Regions from separate parts of the Mus musculus genome. Here region 1 is linked to region 2. Evidence: chromatin contacts called from public HiChIP or PLAC-seq data. All regions are on one chromosome and are shown on one strand. Each heading gives the region's core, a stretch centred on a gene start, on an enhancer-like site or on the middle of the called end of the contact. The rest is flanking DNA. Distances are from core to core; before and after follow the strand shown.

Region 1 (6,078 bases), core at 713-3,212, 92 kb before region 2:
TGTAATTTATTTTTATTGTATGTTCATTGGTGTGTTTACCTGCATGTGTGTTGGCGAGGCTGTCGGAAGCCCTGGAACTGGAGTTACAGACAGGTGTGAGCTGCCATGTGGGTGCTGGGAATTGAGCCCTGGTCCTCTGGAAGAACAGCCAGTGCTCTTAACCACTGAGCCATCTCTCCAGCCCTTTATTACTTTTTTTTTTTTTCAAGACAGGGTCTCTCTGTATAGCCCTGACTGTCCTGGAACTCACTTTGTAGCCCAGGCTGGCCTTGAACTCAGAAATCTGCCTGCCTCTGCCTCCCAAGTGCTGGAATTAAAGGCGTGCACCACCACGCCTGGCTTTATTACTTTTATTTTTAAAATTTTATTTATTTATTGTGATAGAGTCTCCCTTAGGGGTCTAATCTGGCTTCCAACCCAAGGTAATCCTCCAGCCTCAGCTTCCTTATTTCTGGGCTACTCTGCCCACACCATGACTGGCTGTTCACCGTCATTCTTGATTGGCTCCGCCATCTCCATTTCATCTTCTCCCTGCGCCCTAGCAGTTCTGCCTTGTCTGGTCTTTTCTTCCTCATACTTAGGAAGTCTTTCTCTCATTTTGCATCCTTTTAATGAATTTATTGTAAAGTATGTGCATGCCTGTGTCTGTGTCCCTGAGCAGTGCCTCTGAGACCAGAGGCGTAGGAATCCCGAGGCTGGAGTTAAAGCAGTTGGAAGCTGCTTGATGTGGGCACTGGATTACAGGCTCGTCCCCTGAGCTTGGCTCGTAAGGATGTATTTTTTTTTTTTTTTGAAGATTTATTTTTATTTTCAGAAATTTTTCTTTTTTTTAAAAATTTCTTTTTGTACATATTTATTTTATTTTATGTGTGTTATAAGCTTTCATGCATGTATTGTGCATGCCTGATGCCCACAGAAGCCAAACAAAGGGTGTTAGGTTCCCTGGAACTGAGCTATAGATAGTTTACAGATAGTTGCAAGCCATCATTAGGTTCTAGGAATTGAAGCGGGTCCTCTGCAAGAACGACAGTCCATCCCCACCACACACACTTTTTTTTTTTTTTTTTTTTTTTTTTTTTGGGACAGGATCTCACTGTGTAGCCCCGGAGGCCTGGAACTCTCTCTGCAGACCAAGCTGGCCTTGAACTCACAGAGATGAACTTGTTTCTGTCTCCCAAGTGTGCTAGAAGTAAAGGTCTCTGAAACCAGCCCAACTTAGTGATGTTTTCCTTCATTTCCATAGTCATGTGGCAGTCCAGGAGGGCAGAATGTTTGTCTCTGCCTATCGTCTAAGGACATGTCGTCTTGGCACCTAGCTGGCACACCCACCACATACAATGTTGTATTACGTGTTGCACCTGGCAAAAGTTCATCTTTAATGTTCAGGCCACAAGACCCACACACCCGCATGCATACCGGGCACTGCCCACCGACCCACTTGCCTGCCCCGCCCCCTTCTCGCATGGCCCCGCCCCTTCTTGCAAGGCTCTTGCCCCTCTCTCACGGCTCCGCCCCCTTCTCACACTCCTGTCAGGTCGTCTCAGTTGAGACTGTTGGCAGTAGCGGCTTCCACTCTCTGCCTTGATTCACCTTTGCACAGCTCCTCCAGCTCAGCCTGAAAATCACCACAGCCATTTCTGAGAGACCCTTACCTAACACAGCTGTCTTCTTCATGCTTCATCCTTCACCCACAGATGTGATTGATGCAACCAGACTGCCATGCTGTAAGGGAGCCCAGGCTAGTGTGGTAAGAAGCCTTGCAGAGGGGAGCCAAAGGCCCTACTTAGGGCAAGAGCCCCAGCAGACTAGGAAGCAGCCAGCTGAGCCCTGTCATTATCCAGAATCAGCCGATGAAGCCTCTCGGGACTTTTCACCTATTGAGCCTCCAGATGATTGCAGCTGTGTAAGCGCAGGAAGCAGGACTGCAGGACCATCCGGGAGCCGTGAGAGGTTACAGAGACTGGGCTTCTAAGCCACCCTGCAGGACTGGTTCTTATCCAGCAGTGACAGAACACCCAGGGAGTCTCCTGCCTCTCGGGGTCACTTAATATGCAAACCTTTCTCCCACCGTACTCCTTTCCCTCCCAAACCAGTACTATATTTTATGTATGTGACTACACTGTAGCTGTCTTCAAACACACCAGAAGAGGGCATCGGATCCCATTATAGATGATTGTGAGCCACCATGTGGTTGCTGGGAATTGAACTCAGGACCTCTGTGTCTTTAGTTAGGGTTTTACTGCTGTGAACAGACACCATGACCAAGGCAACTCTTTTTTTGTTTTGTTTTGGTTTTTTTTTTTATTTTGTTTTGTTTTTCAACACAGGGTTTCTCTGTATAGCCCTGGCTGTCCTGGAACTCACTTTGTTTGTAGACCAGGCTGGCCTTGAACTCAGAAATTTGCCTGCCTCTGCCTCCCAAGTGCTGGGATAAAAGGCATGCGCCACCACTGCCTGGCCAAGGCAACTCTTATAAGGACAACATTTTATTGGGGCTTTACAGGTTCAGAGGATCAGTCCATTTTCATCATAGCGGGACCATAGCAGCATCCAGGCAGGCATGGTGCAGGAGAAGCTGAGAGTTCTACATCTTCATCTGAAGGCTGCTAGCAGAATACTGGCTTCCAGGCAGTCTTAAACCCCACACCCACAGTGACACACTCTGGAAGAGCAGTCAGTGCTCTTAACCGGTGAGCCATCTCTCCAGCTCTGTTTTTGTTTTGTGAGATAGGGTTTCACTGTGTAGCCAGGTTGCACTTGAACTCACAGAAACTCCCCTGCTTCAGCTTCCTGAGTATGGGGATTACAGGTGGGAGCCACCAGACCTGGTGGAGTTCAGCCCATTTGTTTGTTTTTGAGACATGGTGTTACTGTGTATCTCTGGCTGGCCTAGAACTCTCTATGTAAACCAGGCCTGTCTGCCTCCCCGGTGCTGGGATTAAAGTCCAGAAAGGATGACAGTTTGCCCAAATCCCTTTTCCAGCCGGGGAGCCCCTCCCAGACTGTTTCTTCCTGCTCTGCAGCCTCTGGGAGGTAGCTTTCCCAAGAACCTTGTCATTTCCTCTAGCCAGAGGTGAACACCTTCTGTACTGCATTGCTGTGTCATTGGGGTTCCTTGCTGCCCCCCGGGTGCTAGGAAGCCCTCTTCTTAGGTTGTTCTGTGTTCAGTTCATCTTCCTGTGTTCAGCCCTCAGCCCTGCAGGCGCCCAGGAGCCTCATAAACGTGCACCTGGGGAAGGACAGGCCGGAGCCCGAGGGGCCCAGGGAAGATCCCTGGAGGCATAGTTACCGTGCTTGGTGAGCAAGCTAGGCTGGGAGGACAGCATTCCAGATGGAGAACATGGCCGGCTCTGACTGGAGCGAGAGGTGCAGAGGGCTGCTGGACTTGGGCCACCTTTGCCTCAGGCAGAGGGCACTGTGCAGACACAGGCCAGTGTGTTTCTAGGTCGGTAGGGTGAAATGGCGTGTCGCCATGTCGACACAGCTGTCACCTTGAAGCCTTGTAAACGTGGGTGTCACACAACTCAAAGCCTGGGACCCTGTGGGAACCTAAAGGGATTGGCAGGATGCACCATGCTATGAGAGGAAAGGGTCATGGAGGAAAGGAAAGCCAGCGTCTAGCAGGATGTTGAGGGGCCTCGGTGGCTGAGGTGGCCAGGACAGGGGCTGGTTCGAGTGCAGGCGGCAAATTTCCGTAGGAAGGAGCCTTGGGGGGGGGGTACATGGCTGGAGGAGTTGGGAGCAGTGTCAATGGTGGGTCCCGAACTCGCAGACCCAGAGGAGTCCTGGAGCCCCGGCTGCCAGGTCCTGGCACCCTACCGGGAGACACATCCTAGAGACTCCGTGGTTCCTCCCTCTACCGCTAGGGGGCAGTGCTGGCCGCTGCTCCGCTGCACAGACATGGATACCATGCCTCGCCCTCTTGTCCCAGCCAGAGCTCCGGGACAATGCGGCCCCCTGCACGCTCTCCTTGGCCCCGCGGGTCGGATTGACCTACTGGACTCCACTCCCTGCCCTGCGCCCTTGCCTCACGTCTTCTTGGATCACGCGAGAAAGCGAAGACGGAAGGATGCGGGCCGCTTGGGTTTTGGGCGACTGCAAAGCAATGCTACTCCCCACTCCAGCCTGACAAGCAGGGGTCGCTGTATCATTAGGACTAGTCTGAATTGTATGACCTGGGCTAGACCTGACCCCGCCCCGGCTCAGTTTATCCTGCTTTACTTCACTGCCTGCTCCCATCACTCTTCGAACTGGCCGCTGGAATGGCACTATGTAAATAAGATAGGTCGCACTAAAGACGCGGAGGCTATACGAGCAAAGCCGGCTCTGAGCCCCGGCTGCCGTTCACAGCCCAGAGGGGTGGGACTGGCTCCTGAGGGAAGCTGAGCTCTTAAGCCAGCAATGCTGTCAAAGTCACAGAGCCCCACAGGAATCCAGGGCCAGGTGCTGGGAAGGTCAAGGGGTGAACTGGCTTTCTGCTCCCAGCCTTCCTGATCCTACCAACTTCCTGGCCCCCAGGACAACGGGAGCTCACTGGTTAGTCTCTCCTGGTAGGAGCCTGGTAGGTCCGGGCTGGGCCACTGCTGTTTCTGTTCCCAGATGCCAGGCTGCGCCCTCTGTCGGCCATTCTGACACAGCCTAAGAGGGAGGCATCACCACATCCGGCTTCCAGCCCTGCTCTCATACCCCCTTACCCATTTCCTGTTCCCTCTCCACCTGCTCCTAGCACCTCAGCGTCAGCGCCACCCACCTCCACGATTAACTCTCAACCACTTAGTCATCCATATTTATGGGACAATTTCAATCCTCATGACTGGACAGGCAGGCCCCACCCTCTGGGCTGACCTCCTAGGCAGGGTGCTTGGGATTAGAGGGTGGTGGTGCGCCGGGGCGGGGCGGGGCGGGGCGGGGGATGGGAAGTGTATTGTAATCCTTTTGCCAAGTCACTCCAGAGGTGAAGCCATGCTCACATCTGGAGAAGAGAACACCAGGCAGAGGGAATTGCACCTGCAAAGGACCTGAAGCCCGAAGGCTAAGGTTCTAGGGAGCTGAGGTGGAGGTTTTGGTTTGAAAAGTGGGGTGGGGACGACTTGGAGAAAAAGGGGGGTCACATCTGACTTTGGTTGTGGCAGGCATATTAGGGGGTCTCTAGAAGAACAGGACCAGTAGAACATGTTATATTTAATATATTATACCTAATTGTATTTATATCTAAGTGTATATTACATGTATTATTACAAGAGGGCACTCAACAGATTGATAGGACTGAAGGTGGAGTAGTCTGAACACCATCACCATCTGCATGCGGGAGAGGCAGAGAACAGGGTCTCTGAGGGGCTCAGTCTAAGCAGCAGGCAGAACCCACTGCGTTCCCAAACCTTCGAAGGCCAGCCGGCACACTTCCTGGGAGTCGCCCATTGAACGGACACTGAGCCAATGAAGTGAGTAGTGTTATATAAGTGTCTGTCCTCCCAGCATTCAGACAGACTGAAGCAGGAGGATCAGATCATGCAGTTAAGGCCAGCATGGGCTATAATGTGAGAACTTCTCAAAACCAAACAACAAATCAATCAAACAAGCTCACTGAAGAAACGTGGGGACACGGGCTCAGAAGAGCAGAGCCTGGGTGTGCCACCTGGCTTTCTCCCATTTTTTTTCCCCTCTTACTTTCTCTCCCTCAAGTCCAAGACAAGGTCTATCTATATAATCTTAGCTGGCCTAGAACTCCTTATGTAGATCAGGACGGCCTCGAACTCACAGAGATCTGCCTGGCGCTGTCTCCAAAGCGCTGGGATTAAAGACACACGCCACCACACCAGCCTTTGGAATGCTGCTGCACACATTCAGTTGCTGACCCACAAGTCAGTTGACAGGAGCAGCCAACCCTTAGCATTTTCAGGCTGCTGGAGGTTGTGGGTTGGCCCTGGAAGGGTGTAGTCAGGGCTCAGGACATTCATACATTGATACCATTGGTTCCTCATTCTCTAGGAATCCATCCATGCACACACAGCTAGAGCCCTCAGTACAGGCCCAAGGACCCGTTTCGGAGGAAACCAATGGTGTTTACTCAGAAGTTTT
Region 2 (5,475 bases), core at 1,517-4,016:
AAGACCATTAGTCCCCTAGTGGCTGATGTGGCCACTAACCTGCTGGGTAGAGATATCTTAGAATCTTATGAATCTTAGAATTAAATGTGGTCCTTGCTAGTGGAGAAGAGGAGAATGCTTCCAAATAGAAAATTACCAAAAATATCAAGATCAAAAGAACCCCCAATTGTAAGGGCCGCAGTTGAATAACTTACTCCCTGCCTAGAATGGCTCACAGAAGAGCCTGTCTGGGTGGAACAATGGCCATTAAACAGGGAGAAATTAACAATTTTTAAAAAAAGATTTATTTATTTATTATATGTAAGTACACTGTAGCTGTCTTCAGACACTCCAGAAGAGGGAGTCAGATCTCATTACGGATGGTTGTGAGCCACCATGTGGTTGCTGGGATTTGAACTCCGGACCTTCGGAAGAGCAGTCGGGTGCTCTTACCCACTGAGCCATCTCACCAGCCCTAACAGTTTTTAAATTAGTTAAGCACCAGTTAGACATGGAGCACATTTGTCTCTCTAGAAGCCCCTGGAATACCCTGGCTTTTGTAATAAAAGAGAAGACCAGGACCTGGAGGCGTCTTTCTTTCCTTTGCCTCTATTATACCTATAAATGCCCTGCTATTAACTTCAGACATTAGAGATCGCTTCTTCTCAATACCACTCCATGAATAAGAATGCAAAAACTTTGCCTTCTCAGTTCCTAAAGTCAATAGTTCAGGACCAGCTGACAGGGTTGAGTGGAGGGCACTCCCTCAAGTCATAGCTAACAGTCCCACCATTTGCCAGGAACCTGTAACTCACACACTAAAACTCTTTATTACATCAGGTCTCTGTATATATCACATGGATGACCTATTAATATGGCAAGATAAAAAGCAAGATCAAAAATTAACCCTAGAAAATTTTAAACAACAGGCCCAAAGAGCTCTAACAGAATGATAAGATAAGATCCAACTCATCCTCCCATCACATTCCTAGGGACAGAAATCACACTAACCTTAGTCCAGCCAGCTAAATCTGTCATTGACTTCCCCAATCTACTAACTCTAAATACCCTTCAAAGCTTTTTAGGCAATATTAATTGGCTTAGACCTCGGCTCCCCATACCAACCAGCCAATTATAGCCTTTATTTGATTTGCTTAAGGGTCACAAAGACCTCTTCTCTCTTCGCTCTCTGACAGCAGCAGCCAAGGAGACCCTTTGGTCTATTAAGCCAATCCAGATCCTTATATTCAATTCTTTCCTCAAAGTAGTTGGAGCCTTATATCAACCTTAGGGGATTCTAGAAAGGCTCCATGCACCAATAGGGGGAGCACCTCCACTACTAACTGAGGTCAGCCCTTTATTTACCATGATAAGGACAGGAAGAGAGTGCACCTTATAAATTATAAGTAAATAATCTAATGTAATTATTTTACCTTTTGCTCTCGCAGACATCCAGTGGCTCCTGAGAAACCATGCCTCTTTTGCTAATAATCTCATTGGCTTCCCAGGACAGACAGACAACCACTACCCCAAGGATAAACTGCTGACAACGATACCACTCTTTAGATGGCTCCCTCCTTGACTATTCTCTTGAGACCCATATTTTTCCCTCACAGATAAATCTACCCAATTTAAAGAACCGTATGCCACCTTCCTGATCCTAACATACCTAAAAGGACTATTAATCTGTATTCAGACAGCACTTATGCCATCAACCTACTTCTTAGCTAGCGCCATCCTATATCAGATTTGGTGGTAACCCTCTTTCCCTACTTTTTCAACAATACTTCACTTCAAACTAGAACACATCCCAAGATTATCAGCCACATACGGTCATGGTCATCCCTCCCCACATCAGACCAGAACAGTCCCAGAACAAGAGCTGCTTGCAGCACAGACCTCCAACAAAGCAATCCATCCATGGACACAGCACATGGTCTCTCCATTACCCAAGCGACATAGCAAATGATTCCCTTCCTTCTGTCACATTCTCTTTTCTGGTATAAAAGCAGTCCTTTCTCAGTCTGGCCTGGGAGACATCTTCTGCTTATTTTATTTTGCATTATTTATTTATTTGGGATGTGTGTGCACACACACTGTACACGCTATGTGCAGGTCAGAGGACAGATAACTTGCAGGAGCAAGATCTCTCCTTCCACTATGTGGAACCTCCAGAAAGAACTCAGGTTGGCAGCCTTAGTCATCAAACAGACTTGCCATTTCATTTTGTCTTGTCTAGAGACAGGGTTTCTCTGTGTAGCTCTGGCTGTCCTGGAACTCAATCTGTAGACCAGGCTGTCCTCAAACACACAGAGATTTACCTGCCTCTGTCTCTTGAATGTTGGGATTAAAGGCCTGCGCTATCACTGCCCAGCTCACTGTTTCTTTAAGATGACTCTGGCCATCTCCTGTTTCCCTCATTCCTAACTTCCTGCACCACATATTGCTGTCCTCTGGCTAGCAACAAAACCTCCTGAAACAGAAATCTAGTAATCAAAAGTGTTAAGCCTGGTGAGAATGTTCAAATTGGTAATCCCAGTACTCCAGAGGCTGAGCCAAGACAGCCATGAAAGCAAAGCTAGCCTGAACAACAGAGTGAGACCTTGTCTCAAAACGAAACAAAATTGTTAAGGACGATTCTATTTAAAAGGTACCTGGACTGGTTTTCTGGACCCACACCAAAGCATTAGGCTGGCACCACCCATCTTCTCAGGCACCTTGGCAGGCTGCTTTTCCTTTATACACAGACAAAACCACATCAGGAGAAAGTGCTCTTTGTGAGCTGGCTCTTGGCAACCGTGAAGCTGGACAAAGCTTTCATTATAAGCTTCTTGTGATGAGCCAAAGCTCAACAAACTTCAGCAGTAAATGCAAACTATTCTGAAATGGTTAAGAAGGCCAAATAAGATAAGAATCACTTCTTTTTTTTTTTTCGAAACAGGGTTTCTCTGTGTAGCCCTGGCTGTCCTGGAACTCACTTTGTAGACCAGGCTGGCCTTGAACTCAGAAATCTACCTGCTTCTGCCTCCCAAGTGCTGGGATTAAAGGCGTGCGACACCACCGCCCGGCCTTTAAAAACTTTCTTAACTCTCCACTGCAAAATGGAAGAAGGTATGATGCCTGGGCAGAAGGAGGGAACACAGGCATAGACAGAACTGAGTAAAGCAACGACTCAGGAAGATGGACACCTAGGCTGCCAGGATTAGCATTAGCTGTCAAGTGACAGGAAATAATCCTCATACCTTGCCAGGGGCTAACTCTTACAAGACAGGCAAGTGCTTTGGAGCACCCAGTCACCCCATACCCTAATATCTAAAGTGTTGACAAAACCACCACGTGCAGTGAAGCAGGATCCTGCTTCATTTCCCATCTATGTTCTTACCAATTGTTGCAGCCCATGTATTGGAAAATATCATGTAGCATAGCTTGGCCAGCCCCAACCCCAGCCTAGTCCAAAAGCCAACATGATGTCCAACAGGTTTTAGAGTAGTTCAGGCTTGGGATTTTTAGATTGAGGACACTCAAACAGTAAAATCCATGCAAATAGTCCAAAATCCAAAAACCCAAAAACTGGAACCAATTCTGGTCTCAAACATTCCACACACGTGATCATCAGCCTATATAGCTCTACAACTACTCTAGCGCCCAAATACACTATAGTTGTCTCCCCTCTCAGTCCTGTGCAAGTTATCTGTGTATCTGTCCCTGTTTGTGCTAATGTCACATAACTTCATAACTGAAGCTTTATAAGTTTGTTTCCCAGGAGGTCACTGTCTCCTAGGTGGCTCTTTTGCACTTATACACTATTTTAGTCATTATAATTTCATCTACATTTTAAAATCAATTAGTTAATTTCCATGAAAAACAAATGTGGGGTTGGGCAGTGGTGGTGCACGCCTTTACTCCCAGCACTTGGGAGGTGAGGAGGGCAGATCCCTGAGTTTGAAGCCAGCCTGGTCTACAGAGTGAGTTCTAGGACAGTCACAGCTACACAGAGAGACCCTGTCTGGAAAAACCAAATGTGGGGAGGGAGATGAGGGCTGGGTATGTAGCTCAGTAGGCACAGTGCTAGCGAGGTACACATGAAGGCCTGTGTTTGATCCCCAGCACCATAGAAGCCAAGACCAGAGGCTGCCTGTGGTCCCAGCACTTGGGAGATCCAGGAAGAAGGAGCACAGTAAAAAGATATCCTTGGCTAAACAGAGAGTCCACAGAAGACCCTCTCTGAAAAAGGGAAAAATACATCTCACATGTGCACTCATACACAAACTTAGAATTAAACTGAACTGCGGGAATGGAGAGATGGTTCAGAGGTTAAGAGTACTGGCTGCTCTTCCACGAAACTGGGTTCCCACAAGACAGCTCACAACCATCTGTAACTCCATTCCTAGGGAATCCATTAGGAGAATGAACCAAGACAGATAACTTAGGCTGGCCTGGAGCTTGCCCACAGTGGCTTTAAACGCATATCATCTTCCTGTCTCTGACTCCTAAGTATGGCAATTATAGGCAAGAGCTGCCATTTTCAACTAATATGTATTTCTTACTATCAAAAATATTTTAAAATTAAATTCCTAGCCATCGATGAATGGAAGCAATCATGGTAAGGACACACGGGGCCTCCATGTTGCAGTGCTACTAACATATCAATGATCAGACACCACAGGAAGGGGCTAACACAGACCCTGGCGCTACACCCACAGGAAAGGAAAGGGGAGACATGAGACAAGCACACTGTTAGCTGCAAGGAGACACAAATTTCTGCACCATTTTAGAAACTACCAGATTAAAGTTAATGAAACATTCATCACTCTAATGCACCCTGACTCTTCCAACTGAAAATTAGGATGGACACGTACAGGCTCAGGGCCTTTCCATTCCTCCTAAAATGGGCTACCATAAGAAATGACTCAGAAAGTATTTTACCCATGAAACTATCTCTCCAGCCTTATTTTCTTACTGTTAACTTACTTACATATTATATTTTAATTGAATTTTTGACTAATGCTATATTTATTTCACCCTTTCTGTTTGTTCACCTTTTTGTTTGGTATGTGGTATGTGTTGTGTTGTGTGTGGTGTATGTACCTGTTAGTGTAGATGTGTGCATATGGGTATGCATGTGTGTGTGTGTGTGTGTGTGTGTGTGTGTGCATATCCCATAGTACCCAAGGACCACTGTGGAGACTAGCTATCTCCTTCCACTATTCTACTATTCCGCCAGCTCACCATCTTTGTTTTCAGAGGAGTTTCTCACTAAAACTGAACCTCATCATTTTGGCTAGTTGCTGTCCAAGGAGCTTCAGGGATCTCTCTCTCTCTCTCTCTCTCTCACACACACACACACACACACACACACACACACACACACTCTGAGGTAACAGACACATGCTTCTGCACCTGGTTTTCTTTTTTCTTTTTTTTAAATCTGATCTGATCCTTTCTTTTAGATATGTTTGAATTATTTGCACTTAATTTAACTTCTTGTATATGTAG

Evidence for each region. HiChIP or PLAC-seq counts read pairs in DNA pulled down with a chosen protein or histone mark.
Region 1: an H3K4me3 HiChIP or PLAC-seq map of the SCID.adh cell line shows a contact between it and region 2, with 10 read pairs. The contact joins the promoter of 6030440G07Rik here to the enhancer-like site in region 2. A contact is called at or near these places in 3 of 15 datasets of contacts at CTCF or cohesin (the NIH/3T3 cell line, large pre-B cells and pro-B cells), 7 of 484 Hi-C or Micro-C datasets (CD8 T cells, the HL-1 cell line, LSK cells and 4 more), 7 of 115 datasets of contacts at active chromatin or transcription factors (the SCID.adh cell line, T-cell acute lymphoblastic leukemia, bone marrow-derived macrophages and 3 more) and 3 of 9 other capture datasets (adipose tissue, liver and pancreatic islet).

Annotation. Positions count from the first base shown.
Region 1 is chr12:110,990,282-110,996,359 of GRCm38.p6, reverse strand. It overlaps 6030440G07Rik (RIKEN cDNA 6030440G07 gene), which reads right to left and starts at 1,962. Exons shown (of 3, transcript NR_036598.1): 1 at 1,653-1,962.
Region 2 is chr12:110,899,557-110,905,031 of GRCm38.p6, reverse strand. The region is part of intron 2 of Tecpr2 (tectonin beta-propeller repeat containing 2); the gene reads right to left. Among named protein-coding and RNA genes, the nearest start is that of Tecpr2, 13 kb to the right of the region's middle. Within about 2 kb of position 2,766, at least 37 of the 459 cell types and tissues checked have an H3K27ac peak or open chromatin away from gene starts, as enhancers often do. A contact at or near this core is called in the SCID.adh cell line and uterus, where this site is marked.